Linked DNA regions of Mus musculus: region 2 is linked to region 1. Evidence: chromatin contacts called from public HiChIP or PLAC-seq data. All regions are on one chromosome and are shown on one strand. The core of a region is the stretch at or near the end of the contact, and the rest is flanking DNA. Distances in the headings are between cores, read along the strand shown.

Region 1 (3,595 bases), core at 487-2,986:
CAAGACACCTAAGAATAACTGGACCTCGACAGTCAACCCAGCTACCAGGTAGCCTTTGGTCTTTGTAACCAACTTCCTGGGGTCCCCTGAATGTTTGAAGACAGAAATAGTATCTTCATATCTACTCCCAACCTGTGTGTGGGCAGGAGAAATCTACAAATTCAAATGGTATTAGCATTATTTAAGAGGCCCTCAACCCCCCTGCAGTCACTGGAACAGGTAAGCATACCTGAGCTGGATACACAAGTACTTATGTTGTAAATATTAAAATTGTGTATAAGTGGTGACCTATACCTTGAATTCCGGGACTCAGGAGGCAGGTAGATCTCTGAGTTCAAGGCCATTGTAGTCTACAGAATAAATTCCAGGACAAGCAAGACAGGTTATACAAAGAAACCCTGTCTCGGGGTTGGGGATTGGAATCATGTATGCATAGGTAAATATGTAAAACTAAAACACGAATGGCAGTCAGTATGTATAAGGGGTAGCTGTGAAATTATTTCCAGTGTTTTTCACAATAAAATATTTGGGAAACGTGTTTATACAGAAGATAAGGGAAAACATTTATTTGTATTTAGAAAAAATGGAGAAGAAAGAGGAAGGCTTGAAAGAATGAATGAATTTCATTCTTGCCTTCTAGGGTTCATATGTATAAGGACAGAGAAAGCATGAGGCAAAACAAAAGGATACCTCATTGAGGATAAATAGAAGGTTGTCCGCTTCTTATCTAAGTAACAAACACTGGTTATCCTAAGAGAAACAGTCATGGGAAGAGAGAAGAGCAATATGGTTTACATACAATATGTCTGCTTGAGACCAATGCAAGACATAAAAATAGACCTCAGTCACTATGACTTCGATTCAAACTAAAGAATGCCAGAAACTCCACCAAGTTTGAACTCTGATTGGGGGTTATGGGGTATCTTGGGAAAGAACTCAGCATCCGCCAGCCTGGATCAATTGGAAGGTTGCTTAATCTATGTGGTCATTTGTAAGATTCACTAGGCAAGAAAACAAAATATGGATATTTATTCATAGAGGTAGTTTAACAGGGTTTAAAAGATTTGTGTACCTATCTATTAAAAGTAGAGGGACTGATGGAAGCTAGGAACACTGCAAGATCAGCCAATGTCAAATGTCAGCAGTTTTTATAGAGACTGGAAAACTATTCAGGTATGTGGAGGGGTTAATCCTCACATGCTTAGGCTTCTGCCCAACAGCCTCTGGGGAGGGAAAGATGAGCTTTCCCCAGACTTCCCCCTTTTTGACCTGTTTCCCTACCTGCTTCACCAAGTGTGGCCTGAAGCCTGTATCTTCCTTTGTGGGATGGTACTTTCAAGATTTTAGTAATATAACCCAGGAACAAATCTTAGCATCCTAAAAAAGTGGGAGGAAATTAACTGCTCCTAACACAAACAAGTTGTCTTTTATGGAAAATCTCCAAGCCCACCTGCAGACTAGCCACTACTAGCTGCCCCTTCACAAACCAACCAGGCTAGAATGGACGGACACACACACACACACACACACACACTGCACGTGTGCCCTGCACAGCACCCGCTTTACCTTGCTAAATAAACAAGGGGAGTCTTTGTTTAAATTTAAAAAAAAAAAAAAGGAGAACCTGTCTCACAGGCTATGATTACATCAGTAGGGCGCTCTCATTCTCCACATCAATCCGAGCTGCTCAGGCGGCTTTGAAGCACCTCAGAGTTCGGAGCCTTTGATCTTGTGGTTCCCGCTTACAGCAAAGCTGATACCATCAAGGCGCCCAGGCAGGATCCCAGATCCTGATCACAAGGGCCAGGGCCAAGCCTTGCAGGTTGAGTCCCATTGGCCAATGGCCATCAGCCACCCCCACCCCCTGCTAAGTACTGAAGGGCACACATTTTCTGGGGGGAGGGGAGCGAGGTAGAAAAAATAGCTCTAGGAAAGAGACATCACTAAATTAACATTGACCTCCAATGTGAGGTTTTATTTTTCAAAATATTTTTTTCTCTTTACTGGAACAGGAAAAAATATATGGCTGACTTTACTTCAAAATAATACAGGAATGAGACAAGCTGAGCCAGGCTTGACAACTGCTTGAGTGAAGTCTCTATGGAGGTTCACTGTATCTTATGCCCTACAGTTTTCTTTAGTATATATACATCCATGCAAATATGTCCTACAATGAGAGCCTGAAAATGACTATACCCTCTAATTCTGCTAGCTTTACCCTTTGAAATCTTTTTTAAAGGCACAGTCTCACTATGAAGCATAAGCTGGCACTAGACTTCCTCTCTTAAGCCTCCTACCTTAGCCTCCCAGCAGTACTAAAATTACAAGGATGAAGCACCACACCCAATTTCCTCACAGATCTTTAGTAGTTTGAGACTAGATGAAGGAAGGTAGAGGGTAGATGTCATGGCATTCCTACTGTATCCTGTACTGTTAGTAAAAAATAAAGAGGATGTAGTCCACTGAGTCCAGTTTTCCTGTACAGTCCCTGTAGAGCATAGGGGATCACTGTCACATCTTCACAGCAATATACTTTGGGGAGCCCATCCATGCAGAGAACTATCCATGAATGGACATCAGGGAGAAGGTCCTACAGTCGGCTCTGTAGGAGCCAGATTAGAAATGACCCCTGGAGGGGTAGGTAAAGCTTTACTTTGCAACTCCTTCCTAAATGTTGCAGTACTTGACAAGCCAGTGGATTCCCAACACCAACATAGGGAGCCAGCATGGGGCATGGCACATCCTTGGGCTACATACCACAAGGTCAACTTTGCTCCAATGATTAACTATTTGGTCTTGAGTAAGTAGCCTAACCTCTCTAAGCTTGTTTCTACATTTTTAAATCAAGAGCTACAATATTGGCACTTCCTCTGATATACACCTGACACAGGAGGATAACAGAGAAAGAAGTGCCAAAAAGAAAGGAATGCAAGTGCGGTTCTTCCCTCAGGTGCCACATACAGATCAAAGAGAGCTGCTAACTGGAAAAGGACATGAGACAGCACTACTAGGTATGTTCAAGGCCAGATCTCAGACACATGGGCCAAAAGGCAGGGCACATAATACAAACTAAAAGAAAGGGTCAAGAAAACAAAGTATGTCCTCACAACAGCTAAAGGTGATTAAAAGACCATACCTATAAATTAAACAACATAAGATAATATATTATTAAATGTCAAATGAGTAGCCAGGCAAGGTTGTTACAAGTTCAGAGATGGCAGAGACAACTTTACTGCAATGAGCTCCAAGACAGCTTCCTGGTAGTGGCAGCTATAGCCTAGAAAGAAGGGCAGAAAGTGCTCAAAGAATATTTGGAAGAACCACTGACTGGGGTGAGAGAGGTCTGCATGACACTAAACACATGCAAAAATGACTGACAAAGCAAACAGCCAAGAAAATTTAGGATATGAAGGTATAGACCCCATCAGTAAAAGGCTCTGAGAAATCTGTAAAGAGAATGTGACCTCTGGCAGCAGAACAGCAGACAGAAGAGGGGATCAGGGCCCTAAGGAAAATAGATCACTGGGAGCAGGTCTCCCTGCTTAAAGGAGAAGTGGCTGCCCTCAGTGAACTAGAGGGAGTCATATGCTTGGGC
Region 2 (3,595 bases), core at 598-3,097, 67 kb after region 1:
CGAGGGCTTTCTACATAAAATTAGAAATTGTTTCTTCTTTCTTTGGGGGGGGGGGTAGGTGGTGGGTGGGTGTGTCTCTATGTAGTCATGCCTGGCCCAGAATTTATGATGATCAGGCTGCCTACCTCTCCTGTCTCTGCTGGGACTAAAGTGCCACCAGGTGCAGCTTAGAAGGTTCTTGAACATGGCTGTGGTCTAACATTGACTGGTTGCCCTGTGCCAAGGAGTGGACTTTCAGGGCACAGAGTAAACCCATGTTTAAGTCCAGTGTCTTTTCACCATTCCTGAGCAGGGTGTTCTGTAAGGAGAATGTTGTCTATAAAGAGGCACCAGAAAGCTGAGTGTAACTACACACCTGCAATCCCAGCGTGGGGGAGACAGAGCACGTGGACCTTGAATCTGAAGGCAGCCTGGGCTACAAAACAAAACCCCGTCTGAAAAAAAAAAAAAGCAACCTAAATCATGCAAATATACCAATATTGATTATCGAGTGTCTGAAGAGTGGCTGGCATGGTAGAGACTGGATTGTTTTCTCTTGTTTTTGAGACAGAGTCTCACTATGAGTGGATCACAGGGGTGTGCCACCAGACAATCTTAAATTGACTCTGTGTGTGTGTGTGTGTGTGTGCATGCTTGCATTGCTACATACTAGACCCACAGTCCTACACATAAGAAGATGTGGTCTCTCAACACTGAATCTCCAGCACTATTTGTCCTGGCAGTGGTAACACACACCCGTAATTCCAGGCCTCCAAAGATGGAGACAGGAGGCTCCACGTTCAATCCCTTCCGGAACTACATAGTGAATCTAAAGCTGGTCAGTAGAAACAAACAACAATTTAAAGTGCTTTTAGTGACTACTATGGGATGTGGGGAGAAAGGCAGGAGAATTTTCCTTTAAAATGATTCATTTACACATTGTTTATCTTGAAGGATGGCACTCTCGGTCTAAGGCCCAGGGCCTGGGTTCCCCAGAAGGCTCTGTGATCTGGCCTGATACAAGTTCAGCATTTGCTTCTAATTCCCATCTCTCCAGGCCCTAGAGCCACGTGTAGTGCCCCAGCTTAAAATATATCTGTAGCTCAGCCTTTCTACCAGCTATTGATTGGTTTGGCTTTGTAGCCGAAAACCCAGCCAAAGAATGGGTTGGCTCTTCCCGTATGATAAAAACCCAGAAATGGGCATTCTGGGCTTGTGAGCTGTGGCTGTGTGCTGCCAGCAGAAACTCACTTCACATCTGTCTGTCCTTTCTGACCACCTAGCCCTGACCCTCACCACTGTCATGCTGGACCCATCCCTTCGTGGTCACAAGACGGCTGCTCCATCTTTCCCATCTCATCTGCATTCCAGACAAGGGGCAAGTGAAAGATCAAATGACTCACTAGAGTAGATGGCTCAGGGCGGGTTGCTGCTGAGCCTCAGGAGTTGAGCTTGATCTCTGGAATCAACTGGCTTCTTTAAGTTTTCTTCTGATCTACACACACGTTGCACGTAGTTTTAAATGCCACCGCCTCTGCCTGGGACGGGCTGCACTCTGGCCCTTTGTACTACCTGCCTTTGACCATGATCCCAGCTCCCACCCGGCTTCCCCGAATCCTTGGATAAAAGGCACACACAGGTTGTTACTTTACAACTTACCTTCTAGGCACAGTTGCTGGGGGCGATATCCCCCACCTGGAAAAGTGCGCTCTTACCAATTTATTATCTCCATCTCTCCACCTGCCCTAAACTTAGTGCCTAGTCCCACCTGCCCCGCCAAACATCCTTGGCCACCTGCCTGGAGTGGAGGCCACAGCCCCAGCTTGTCCAGAGACCTTGCATGGTTGCTACATTCTTCTTCCTCCAAAGCAGAGCAGAAACGCCCCTCTCCTCCTCTGTGTCTGCCTTTTCCTCCCGGGGCCGGAAGTCCCACCTGTGCTTCCATCCAGCAATTGTCTCCTGCTTCCTCCCCCACACCCGGCCTTCTTTACTGATAAATCAAGAACCATTTGGGGAACAGGACGTTAGCAACAGAACCTCCCCTTACACACACAATAAACTCAAAATAAATGTAAAAATATTTTAGATTAGCAAAACTGTGTAAAACAATAACTAATTTAGTAATTTTGGAAAATAAAGAAAAAGTTCCATAAGGTAAGCCTCACAATTATCTTAAAAAGATTTACAAGTGGAAGTTGGAGAGACGGCTCAACGTTTAAGAGCACTGGCTGCTCTTCCATCGGTCCTGAGTTCAATTCCCAGCAACCACATGGTGGCTCACAACCATCTGTAATGGGATCTCATGCCCTCTTCTGGTACACAGGTGTACATGTGTAGAGAACTCATACATAAAATAAATATTTAAAAAAGGAAAGAAATAAAATTCATTCCAAAGTCCATTTTAGGATTGAAGAGATGACTCAAAGAGGAAAAGCACTCGATGCCAAGCCTGAGTGCCTGAGTTCAAATCTCCGGGGACTACTTACAAGTTGTCAGGTTGTCCTCTGGCTTCTACAGATATTCTGCTGCGTGTAGCTGAGGATGACCTTGAACTCTTGACCCTCCTGCTCCCAGCTTTGTGCTCCTGTGCCTGACTTATGAGCACTTGACTTGAAGCCAGTTCTCCTGCATGCTAGATAAGCACTCTACCAATTGAGATATATCCCCACCTCCTAAATATTCTTTACAGTTTTTTTCCTTGCTTGCTTTTTACTTATTTTCTTTTCCCCATTCTGAGGATCAAGCTCGGGCCTTTGAGCATGCTCAGAACTCCATTCTCAGCCCTTGGGAGCTCCGTTTAATGCCGATCAGAATCTTCCATCTTTCTCACCGAAGCCTCCTTGGCTCTGTGGTTCATCTGTCCTGGCCTTGGGGACAAGGACTATATACTGTGTCTTCCTCCTCTACATATGTTCTTGTCAGGTGGGGGATAGAGTCTAGCAAGTTTCTGGATCAAACAAAGTGTGTGTGCGAGCGTGCGTGCACACACGCATTTGTGCAGTGAATGTGGGTGTGTACAGGCCATAGTTGGAGGGAGTCAGTCCTCACCTCCTACCTGTTTGAGAGGCTCATTACTTGCTGTGTATGACAGGCACACTGGCCTGAGAGCTCCTGGGAGTTCTCTTGTCTCCATTTCCCATCTCTCCATAGAGGCTCTGGGACTGCAGACACTCATGTTACTGGTTTGACTTTTACATGGGTTCTGGGGATTCGAACTCAGTTCCTCATGCTTGCATAGCAAATGCTTTTACCCATGAGCCATTTTTCCACTCCACAAATAAAATATTAATTTTTCTGTTGATGGTAGAAATATTAGTGGTTTTGGTTTATTAATTTTCTGACATCTCCAATGAACGTGCTATTTTAATAAACAGAATAAGATTAATAAAAATGATAAGTTTAATAAAAATGATAAGATTAATAAAAATGATAAATATTTAAAGGCATGGACACACATATATTGTACTTTTACAGTGGTATATTCATGGTTTAATCATATCTACAGTAAATATTTACATCATATATTGTGTTGGGTGTGGAGGCTGTTGTGATGATTATGATAAACGTGGTCCTTGCCTTACAGAACTGCTTTCTTTTTTAAAGACTTATTTATTTT

What was found. HiChIP or PLAC-seq counts read pairs in DNA pulled down with a chosen protein or histone mark.
Region 2: an H3K27ac HiChIP or PLAC-seq map of embryonic stem cells shows a contact between it and region 1, with 10 read pairs. The contact joins two enhancer-like sites. A contact is called at or near these places in 2 of 15 datasets of contacts at CTCF or cohesin (CD8 T cells and pro-B cells), 11 of 484 Hi-C or Micro-C datasets (Th2 cells, cerebral cortex, granulocyte-monocyte progenitors and 6 more) and 2 of 115 datasets of contacts at active chromatin or transcription factors (CD8 T cells and embryonic stem cells).

What each region holds. Positions count from the first base shown.
Region 1 is chr11:5,410,100-5,413,694 of GRCm38.p6, forward strand. The region is part of intron 1 of Znrf3 (zinc and ring finger 3); the gene reads right to left. Among named protein-coding and RNA genes, the nearest start is that of Znrf3, 33 kb to the right of the region's middle. Within about 2 kb of position 1,737, at least 68 of the 459 cell types and tissues checked have an H3K27ac peak or open chromatin away from gene starts, as enhancers often do. A contact at or near this core is called in embryonic stem cells, where this site is marked.
Region 2 is chr11:5,476,509-5,480,103 of GRCm38.p6, forward strand. No RefSeq gene overlaps it. Among named protein-coding and RNA genes, the nearest start is that of Gm11963, 7.6 kb to the right of the region's middle. Within about 2 kb of position 1,848, at least 10 of the 459 cell types and tissues checked have an H3K27ac peak or open chromatin away from gene starts, as enhancers often do. A contact at or near this core is called in embryonic stem cells, where this site is marked.